Linked DNA regions of Canis lupus: region 1 is linked to region 2. The links are chromatin contacts, called in public Hi-C maps. All regions are on one chromosome and are shown on one strand. The core of a region is the stretch at or near the end of the contact, and the rest is flanking DNA. Distances in the headings are between cores, read along the strand shown. Region 1 has its middle 47 kb from the start of GTF3A. Region 2 holds the start of CDX2 (homeobox protein CDX-2).

The links. Hi-C and Micro-C count contacts between places; a contact is called where the count stands out from the background.
Region 1: a contact with region 2 is called in a Hi-C map of skin fibroblasts, with 2.9 times the contacts expected there. The contact joins the enhancer-like site here to the promoter of CDX2 in region 2. A contact is called at or near these places in 4 of 9 Hi-C or Micro-C datasets (amygdala, blood, liver and 1 more).

The regions. Positions count from the first base shown.
Region 1 is chr25:12,289,497-12,294,512 of UU_Cfam_GSD_1.0, forward strand. No RefSeq gene overlaps it. Among named protein-coding and RNA genes, the nearest start is that of GTF3A, 47 kb to the left of the region's middle. Within about 2 kb of position 2,490, at least 4 of the 20 cell types and tissues checked have an H3K27ac peak or open chromatin away from gene starts, as enhancers often do.
Region 2 is chr25:11,758,488-11,763,910 of UU_Cfam_GSD_1.0, forward strand. It overlaps CDX2 (homeobox protein CDX-2), which reads left to right and starts at 2,523. Exons shown (of 3, transcript XM_038573394.1): 1 at 2,523-3,204. The coding sequence starts at 2,664.

The DNA of each region.
Region 1 (5,016 bases), core at 1,240-3,739, 530 kb after region 2:
ATTAGGTCCTCTTGATGGTGGCATCTTTCCCTGGTTGGTGACTCTACCTGGAGCCACCTGGTCCTGGATCCCTGCAAACCTTTCACAGGAAGCCCCGATGAATCAGCATCATGCTTAGGGTCCCCCTACTCCACCATCTTAACTCCTTCCCCATAACTCAATGTCATGAGATGAAGGACAAGCACTCCTGCTTCACAGCAGCAAAGGAATGACCCGCAGGAATTGCCCCTCAGTGAAGTCAGCAAGACAGTGCCCTAAGAAAGACACCTAATGCCACCCTTTGGACCTCACAACTTAGGGAAAGGAAGTCTTGGGGGTCTTGCAGAGCCATTTGTATCAAGCACTGAGACTTGGAGACCCATGCCTCTCACACCAGGACCCTACGAAAGGTTATGTTTTACCAAATGCCCAGAGGGTGTGAAATGCCTCCTAAGAGTGGACATAACATGATTTCCTACCAGTACTACTAATCTTGCTTCTTTGTTATTCAGATTTGTTCCATTTTGTTGTTTGTTGGAAGGGAACTCACAGAACATAAACTAGCCAGTCTTAGGGAGATAAGAAAACAGCCCTAGGGAAAACACCAGAGCAACTGAGCTTGTATTAGAATGTGGTTGAGATCAAATTATAGAAAACAAAGACATTTAACAGAACAGGCTTCACTGATAGTTTTCTTACATGTTCTCTTAATGAAGAAAGCATACTGTGGGGCCCAGAACAAAGCTCATCTCCTTAACAGGCAAGACGGATCCAAGGATGGAGGGAAAAGTATGGGAGTGTCAAAAGAGACATTTTCAGCTGGCTTTTGCATTTGGGAGGATTCAAGGTCAACAAATGTTGCCAGCTGAAGAGTCACAATAAATTTTTAAAGGGAAAAAGGACCTACCTTCAGGTGCCTCTGCTGACTCATTTTCCTTATAAGGATAAATGTGACCTTGGTGTGATTTTTTTTTTTTTTTTTTTTTTTTTTGGCAAAAAGTCTGGCAGCCTTTCCTTCTGGGCATAAACAACAGATGAGGCCATTTGACATCAGCTTGGTGTACTTCCAAGAATCATGTGAGCTTGATTTGGCACTACCGTTTTCCAAAAGTTAACACTGCCTGGATATGTGTATTCTTGGAGAAAATAAAACAGAGGTATATATGTATATGCAGTTGCCCACCTTAGGATGGGGACCATGTCCGACACCTGGAGAGCCCCTGCCCTGGTTGCCTGGCCTGCAGCAGGTGCCCACTGGTTGAATGAATGATTGCAAGATATTTATGTGTTGTCCACGGTCAAAGAGAGCAGGGAATGGAACATGGTGAAAGGTGTGCAGAGCCCTGCTCCGGGCTGAGGTCCTTCCAACACCTCAGGCCTAACCACCCTCTGCCTTAGCAAACATTTCTCTTCCTCCTCTCCATCCACTGGCTGCTGGAGGCTGCCCTGAGGAATGCAGTCCCCTGGGGTGATGCTCCCCACCTTACACCTTTGCAGGCTGGTAAGTGGGGCCTAAGAGGAATTTCTTCCAGAAGTGCAACCCTCTTATTAATGTAACCCCCTTAAGTCCATTACAAAGGAATTTGTAGAGGAGGGGAAAAGCTGTCTGAGTTCTGCCACCCCGGACAGGCGACTCTGGAGGTCACAAAGACCGGTACCCTGCCCTCTTCACTCCCGGGGGTGTGTGTGTGTGAGGGGGAGGGGTCTGAATGTGGGAGAGTCCCCCAGGGTGGGGGAAGTGCTCCCACTCCTCCCCCTCCCCCTGCGGGGCCCAATTCCCTGCATCCGTTAGCATTAGCATGTGCTGTTGGAAGTGGCCCCTTCCCCTCCTGCAGGCCAGGCCGCACTGGCCAGGGCTCCCCCACTGCTCCTGGCCAAACGAATCCCCACAGCCCTCCGCTCTCCCTCGCTGTAAACACTTTTATTTTCACTTCGGTTTATGGCCTGCCCTTCGAAGGGATCTCAACTTGTTTAAACCAGCTCTAAACAAAGGGCTCTGCTGATTACAGACATGCTGCTGGTTTTATGGTGGCCTTCCTTTGTCTCGCTTTCTCCCACTGCCTTCCTTCCTCCCCACCCCCTCCGGCCAGGTACCAGGTCTTCTAAGGGAGGCCTTCCAGCCTCTGAGGGGTGGGAGGGCGGGGAGGGGGGTCCCACCACCTCTTTCTGGTTCCCCTCAGCTGCAGGCCTGCTGCTCTGACAGGAGGTGGGGGATAAAAGGACCAGGAATCCCAATGTTCCCGAGGTCGGGCTTCAGCCTCCCCCCCCCCCCCCCCCCCCCCCCCCCGCACCCAGTGAGGGGGACTCTGGGCCCTGTCCTGGGGGTTCACCTGGCTGGCATCTGTACCATGCTCCCTCAGGGGATGTTGACATCCTGACCCTAGTCTATCCCCTGGACCACCCTAACCAACCCACACTCCACTCAGCTGTATGCCCCGAGATCAGCTGTGGAGCGGGCAGGAGATAAAACTCCTGCCCCTTGTGGGGACAGACACCCAGCCTCTGCCACGGACACTAGCATGGGCCCCTCAGGCAGGGACCTCAGAGCAAGTTGAAGATGGGCTCCAAGCTGGCAGCCTTCTAGTCATTAAGTGGCTAACTATTCCTCTCAGGTTAGTGCTAATTCCCTTTGCTGGGCTTCCTCTCTCTGTGATGGAAAGGGCAGAGGGTCCTGAGGGAGCCCGAGGGCCTAAGGACGTGACAACTTCCCTGAGGTTCCTGGGCTCACCAGCACCTGGGAGAGTGGATGGGCTGAAGTGGGTGACAGTAGCAGCTCAGGAGATGCCTGCTTCCCTGCTGATGCTGGGGGTGACTCCAGGGCTCCACACACAGCTCCCCGAATATACAGAGGGAAGGAAAGAAAATGACCCACCAAAAGGAAATGGTGTAAGGTCCCACTGACCTCCCTTTGTTTCACCTGGGGATTCCTCTTTGGCAGAGGGTATTTGTTCAAGGGAATCCAAAGAAAGCCTTTGAAAGAAGGGTCTAGGGCTACTTGGTGGGAGGGTGCGGAAAGGAAGCTCAGAGCCTTGAGTTTTCTAAACAAGCTGACTCAAAGAGAAAGATGATTGTCTCCAGTGTGTGCCCTAGTCACACAAACACAGGGGACAGAAGAGGGACAGTCATGTGACAAAAGCCCATTCCCCATTCGCAGTGCCCGGTCACCTCTTCTTCAGGTGTGACATTCTAGATGGAACTCGGGCAAAGGCAGATCTACCTAGGACTGGACCTGGCACACAGCAGGCGCGTTGGGAAAATAAATCATGGTGTGATTCTATGTTTCTAAGCTATGAAGTAAAAGATGTGAGAAAGCCAACACATAGACAATCATCATAAGGAAATGTGGTGCCTGCTGGGGGTGGGATGGGAGGTGCCAGGGCAGGAAAATCTCAGCGGCCCCTTCTCACTCCCTCCCTGAACGTCAGCCTCTGAGTTAAGAAGCCAGCACCAAGGAAGGGGGAGCCCACTCAGCAGCAGATTCCAGAGTTGGTCCAACCTCTTTAAAACCCATTGTAGGCAGATTTTGTCCTACTGCCTGTGTGTGTTCCTTCTCACTGTTTAATAAAAGCCCTGCATTTCTATAGTAGGAGGTTTTTTTTTCCAGTTTGCACATACGCTCTCTTATATAATGCTTAGGATTGCTCAGTATGTATTTTTGTCTTATTTTTTTAGAAGAGGGATCGAGGATATAGAAAAAGTAAATGACTTATTCCATGAACTGAACCACAGATCACTAGAACTGAAATAAAAATGCCAGCAGTTCATTTTATTTTAGGATTGACAATATACTCCCAAAATTAACATGGAAAAATAAAGGCCCCCAAATAGCTAAGACAATAACAAAGGACAAAATTGGAGTTTCTACACTTCCAGGTGTCAAAACTTATTATAAACATACAGTATTTAAGATGATATGGTATTGTGTTTTTTAAAAGGATTTTATTCATTTATTCATGAGAGACAACAGAGACACAGGCAGAGGAAGAAGCAGGCTCCAGGCAGGAAGCCCGATGCAGGACTTGATCCTAGGACCCCGGGGTCATGCCCTAGGCCAAAAGCAGACACTCAACAGCTGAGCCAGCCAAGCTCCCCAAGATGATGTGGTATTGATGCAAAGATAGAAAAATAGCCAATGGCACAGAACAGGGTCCATAAGTAAATCCACACATATGTAGACACTGGATTTATATCAAAAGTTCCAGCACAGAGGAGTGGAGAGAATGATCTTATCAGTAATTAACACCGGGGCAACTGGATATCTATATCTATTTTTAAAAATCTTGGCCCCTGACTCACACCATATACAAAAATTAGTTCCAGATGGATTGATCCTCTAAATGTAAAAAATAAAGTTTCTAGAAAAAAACAGGAAAATATCTTCTTGACCTTGAACTAAGGGAAAAAAATTTTCTAACAGGACACCAAAACCATTAACCATAAAGGAAATAGATAAATTCAACTATATTAATATTAAGAACTTCTGTTCATCAAAAACATATTTGAGAGAGTGAGGCAAACAAGCCAAGAGTAGAAGACAATGTTTGCAAGCATATAACAAACAAAGGACTTGTATCTGTAACATATAAAGAACTCCCACAAATCAACAAGTGAAAGACAGACCACTCACATTGCCCCCTAGTGTATGGTGCTATTGGACTAGAAGCAGACCTTTTAGGGATCCTGCTAAGGAGAAGTTGAATAGGGATAAATTTTATTTGGGTTGATAAGATGTACTTATGTGATTCACAGTTGCTTCTTTCTCTTTTTTTCTTTAAGATTTTATTTATTTATTCATGAGAGACACACACAGAGAGAGAGAGAGAGAGAGAGAGAGAGAGAGAGGCAGAGACACAGGCAGAGGGAGAAGCAGGCTCCATGCAGGGAGCCTGACTTGAGGACTCCATTCCAGGTACTCAGGTATCATGCCCTGAGTGAAAGGCAGATGCTCAACCGCTGAGCCACCCAGGCATCCCACAGTCACTTCTGTGTACAGTTAAGTTATTGCTAATTCTCCTGGTGTAAGAATGGCTTCAAGGA
Region 2 (5,423 bases), core at 1,273-3,772:
GAAAACCAATTGTTTTTTCACCACGATTTCCTTTTTTTCCAGCTCTTGCACCCCAATTGAGCCTCAGGTTTACCTGTGGTCCAGCCAGCTCTGAGGTCTGGCATGGCCCCTGGGGCCAGAGCAACCCTGGTCGCTCCCAAAGCATTTGGGCGGGCAGACCAGAGCCCTTTCTCAGGGGCAGAGCACAGAGACACAGCTGGAAAACCGGGACAATTAGTCAGCGGCCCGCGGCCGAGCCATAAAAACGCAGGAAGCGGCCACTGCAGGGCGGAGGGAATGGCTGTCCCCAATAAAGTGATTGTTCCAAAGAATGCCCACATTCCGAAGACACAGGCTTGAGCCTGGGCCTCGGCTTCCAGAGCTCAAGGCTTGGGAGGGGGCTGGGAATGGGGGGACAGAAAGAGGAATTGTGTCTCCAGGAAGAGGAGGAAGATGTTTGGTAGATCAAAAGTCTGCAGTGCCCACCACTTAACCTCCCACATTCCCACCCCATCAGGACTGCAGACTCCCACTTTCTCTCCCTCTCCCCCAACTCAGTGATTTGGGTTCTGTAATGGGGCTTGCAATTTATTTCCTATTTTATTTCCTGAGAGGTCCAATGACACTCAGCTGCCTGGGCCAGGCCAGTAGATCAATGGAGGACCTGCTCCTGTCTCCCACCTCTTGAGTGCTCAGCTCTCTGACATCCCTCCCCACCCCTGATTTTTAACCCTCTTTCTTGGGAGACCAGCAAGCAGGAGATCCCACACCCCTGGGTTAGTTCAGATCTTACTTGGGCCTGGCCTCTTTCTACTATGCAGCTTTGGTGGGTGTCATCTGTAAAACGGAGATGACAACACCAGCTTTGTTCCCCATCTAGGGAGATGTGAGGATCAAGGCAGATAAAGGGCACTGGAAGGAGCTCTCCAGAGATGAGAAGGTGAAGTGACAAATACCAGAGAGCGCTTGACAATGAGAACCGACAAGTGCAGATCTGGAGATGAGTGGCTAGCGTCCCGCTGGTTCCAAGAGCGCCTTCAAAAACACGCAGGCATCTTGCCCAGTCCGTGGATCGGGCCGCTGCGATTCTCAAATCCTGGTCCGTCAGCACAGTCCGGGCTCGTAAGTAGAGAAGGGCTGGAAGGCTCCCGCGGGTCTGCTGCCTGCAGTGGCTAAAACAGAGGCGCGTGCCTAAGACGAAGCTCACGGCGCCTTGCGCTCCAGTTGCGGCAGTTCACAAGCCAGGCCCTGCCACACAGGTCCCAGCAGCCGCCACCAAGCCCCGTGCCCCCGACACAGTGCATCAAAACCAAGGAAGATCCTTTCCCAACTCTTCCCCATTCGGAGCTCTCAAGAAGCAATCGGTAATGGCCTAGGTTCCCTTCCCCTCTCCTGGAGATGAAAGACAATTGTCTTCGGATAAAGCTTTGCTTTGTAAAGCAGAACGTGTTTTTAAGACAAAGTTATGACATGTACCTACGTACATATTATCAGAAACTCTGGCTCTCTTTTCCTTAATTTTTAACCACTCATTTAAGTAAACCTCTACGTGTAGGCTCGCTGAATTTTTGCAGACAACATACTGTGTCACCTGCACCCTGCTCAAAAAATGAGAACTTTGCCAGCACCTTGGTTTGACCGTGCTGGCTCTTGAATGCAAATGCTCTTTAAAACATTAATTGCTTTAATTTAACTGAAACCCCAAATGTGAGATGAACTCCGAGATGCAACCTGAAGCTAGGGTCATAATTTATCTCGTGGGAGAGGCAAGAGGTTTCCTTGGGGGAAGAAAAAATCCGGTTAGCAGTGACAGTTGTTTGGGGCCCCGCAGTCACAGTCGTTCTGGCCGAGAGCTCAAACAGGGCAGGAACCGGGCCCATCTCTTAGGGTTCCGCCGGTCGTCATCTCCCCCGTTGGTCAAAACGTTGTCATCAAAGTAATGGCTTCCCTTTTCTTTTCTCTTTGGTATAGAAGGAGCTTCTTGATGCCCACCACCCGACCCCGCAAGTGCATAAACACTGTTATTTAGTCTCCAAGCCCAGGTTCCCATCAAGACAGTTCTTCCCCCCCCCCACCCCCTCTTTTGCAAGTCTCTTGATTTCATTCTTTGAACCTGTGATTGGAGGTTAAAGTGCACCAGGTTGGAAGGAGGAAGCTCTTAACAATAAAGGTTTGAATATTTAGCTGTGATCGGGTCCCGCGTGCTCCCCCCTCTCCTTATCTTTTAAAATGCAAATCGTGTTTCGGGGGGTTGTGCGCAGGGTGCGCGCTGCGCCTCGACGTCTCCAGCCATTGGTGTCTGTGTCATTACTAATAGAGTCTTGTAAACACTCGTTAATCACGAAAGGCCGCCGGCCCGGGGCTCCGCACTCCAGCCTGTGGCGGGTCTTCCCCGCCTCTGCAGCCCAGTGGGAAGGAGGTGGGAGGACAGGAGGAAGAAAGGGAGGAGGGAGGAGGCCGGCCCGAGGGAGGGACCGCCTCAGAGGCAGAGGCGCCCGAGGAGCCCGCGGGACTCCGCCGGCCGGGGCGCCCGCTGCCGCCGCTCGCCGCGCCCCGTCGCCCCGTCGCCCCGTCGCCCCGTCGCCCCGTCGCCCCGTCGCCCCTTCCCCTCTGCGGCCTCCCGGCAGCCCCCAGCGTCGGCCCCCAGGCAGCATGGTGAGGTTCGCTGGGGGGCCCTCGCCACCATGTACGTGAGCTACCTCCTGGACAAGGACGTGAGCATGTACCCCAGCTCCGTGCGCCACTCCGGCGGCCTCAACCTGGCCCCGCAGAACTTCGTCAGCCCCCCGCAGTACCCGGACTACGGCGGCTACCATGTGGCGGCGGCGGCCGCGGCGGCCGCGAACCTGGACAGCGCGCAGTCCCCGGGGCCCTCCTGGCCCGCCGCCTACGGGGCCCCGCTGCGAGAGGACTGGAACGGCTACGCGCCGGGGGGCGCCGCGGCCGCAGCCAACGCCGTGGCGCACGGCCTCAACGGGGGCTCGCCGGCCTCGGCCATGGGCTACAGCAGCCCCGCCGACTACCACCCGCACCACCACCCGCACCACCACCCGCACCACCCGGCCGCCGCGCCCTCCTGCGCCACCGGCTTGCTGCAGACACTGAACCCCGGCCCTCCGGGGCCCGCAGCCACGGCCGCCGCAGAGCAGCTGTCCCCCGGCGGCCAGCGGCGGAACCTGTGCGAGTGGATGCGGAAGCCCGCGCAGCCGTCCCTCGGGAGCCAAGGTAGGCGGCGGCGGGGGCTGCGGGGCTGCGGGGCTCGGGGGCTCGGGGGCTCGGGGGCTCGGGGGATGCGGGGCCCGCCGCGCGTCGGGGCGGACGCAGGCGTCCGGAGCTGGCAGGGAGCCCCGCCGGGCGGAGACGCACTCGGCCGGCCTCGCCTGCGGAGCTTCTCTGCGGCGCCTGGGTCGGCGCCGGGCGGGAGCGAGGACTCTGGGCTCCCAACCCGTGTTCAGTGTAGGGCAGAGGGGAGCCTTCCTCTTTCCAGCGGTCCTCCGTTCGTACGGTCCCAGCACTCTCGGGACGCTCCCAGGGTCGTCGGCGAGCACCGCGGTGCAGGAGCGGGATCGCGTCCTCCGCTCTCGCTGCAGCCAGCGCTCGGTGCGTAGCTTCGAGCCCCGGGCGAAAGGGAGCCTCGCCCTGCACCGGGCCGGGCTTTAGAGCGTTTCCCTCCACGCCATCAAGGCGCTCAAGAAGAGTGGTGGCCCGGAGGACTGGGTGGCTGTGCGTGGGGCCAGGTTCGGCCATTCGGGCCAATTCAAGGGATCTCAAGAGCTCTGGCAAGCAGGGAGACCGGGCCAAGCTGCAACAGAGTTGCAAGTTGCAACAGAGGCCCCAGGAACCAAGGAGAAGGGAGCGCGCCCCGTCATTGAACCTTGGATTTGCAAAGGAGTTAGTTGAGTCAAAAGCTGGAGGGCCGCGGGCAAGATGTCCTGAGAGTCCCCCGCGGAGGGGGAAGGGGATTCAGCTTGGGCTCCAGACAGGGATCATTTCTCCCATTCTCCCACCCCTCCTTCCCAGGTCTCAGGGGTGTGTGTGTGTGTGTGTGTGTGTGTGTGTACACGCGCGGCTGCGTTCAAGAAGCTTGCTCAGGAGATGTCCCTGCTGCAGACATCCTAGGTTTGCCGGATTGTGGGGGCTCCTTAGTTCCGGGTCTGCCCCTCCTGGTATGGGGTTGTGTGTGTCAAAGTGGGAAGGAAGTGCGAATGCGAATAGGTGTGGTGGGAGAGTCCTGCTGGCGTCCCTTTTGCACTCCTTGAAGTCTTCCTAGCCCTCTGCACTTCCGCTTTTTTCTCTTCCCTTCTTTCTGGCCCTGCCCGACCCGACCCGCATGCAGGTTATGGCCACTTTTCAGACTTTTATAGCCAATTACAACCATATAAATCAGAGAAGCCATTGGGGGCTGTCTCTGGGCATCGGTATTTGCGTCACTGGGCACAGGCCGGGTGGGAAATGCCGCAGCCCAGGGAGAAGGCCACGGGGCCAGCCTCGAACCTCTTCTAGGTCCCTTCCCCAAGAGGAGGCGCTCCCGTCTGAGCAGAGCGCTTTCTCAGAAAAGGCTCCCTCGTAGGGAGCCTGCCTGGGGGTACAACTGGCAGCGATCGGGGGCCCTAAGGGAGACCTTTGGTGTGTCCTGGGAGAGTGGCCCCGGGGCCGGGCCGGGCGGGGGAGAGGGGGGTAGCCACAGGAGCCCAGGCCGCGGGGTCAGCAGATGAGAGGCCGCTGTGATGTCCCGCGCGGAGGTGGCAAGGCCGCAGTCGGCGCCGGGCGCCCTTGTGATGTTAATGTCTTGAGGCCGCGGCCCGCGGGCCAGAGCCCGACTTCTCTGCGGAGCATCATCTGTCAAGGGGCTAGGGGGTTGGTCCCGGGCCCGGCCCGCTTTGATATACACCTTCCCAGCCCTGCCATTGTCTCTTTTAGGGCCCGGAAAGAGGGTGGTGACTTTCGCAGTCAATAATGAATTCTCACAAGTCCCTCTCATCTCTCCCCTCCTCCAGCCCCCTCCTCGGTTCCCAGGGGGTGCGGGGCGCCTCCAAGGCCCTTGGGGCGCAAGCCGCAGAGCGCGCAAGGGCCCGGGTCACCGCGTTCCCGGCCGGTCAGGGGTTGTGCAAGGGGAGCACTGGAGCCAGAGCCGCGCGCAGGCACCCCAAGGCGAGCGTTGCTACTGGGATGTTCAGCGCGGAGAACTTTTCGCGCCCCGGCTCCCCAACCCTTGGGGGTGTCCTTCAGGCTCCCAGCTGGCTGCGGTGTCGGCCGCGCCTGACGCTACCTGCGTGACCTGGTCTGATTCTCAGTTTCCTTATCTGTAAAACGGGGCGACTGCCGCTGGCAGCCCCGAGTGGGCTTGGGGCGGCGACGCGTGTGAACGCGCCCTCCAGCTGGAAGGCTCTCGGAACGTGTTAGTTCCCTTCAGTTTCTTACAGGCCCGGGGTCGGGGCCGCTGC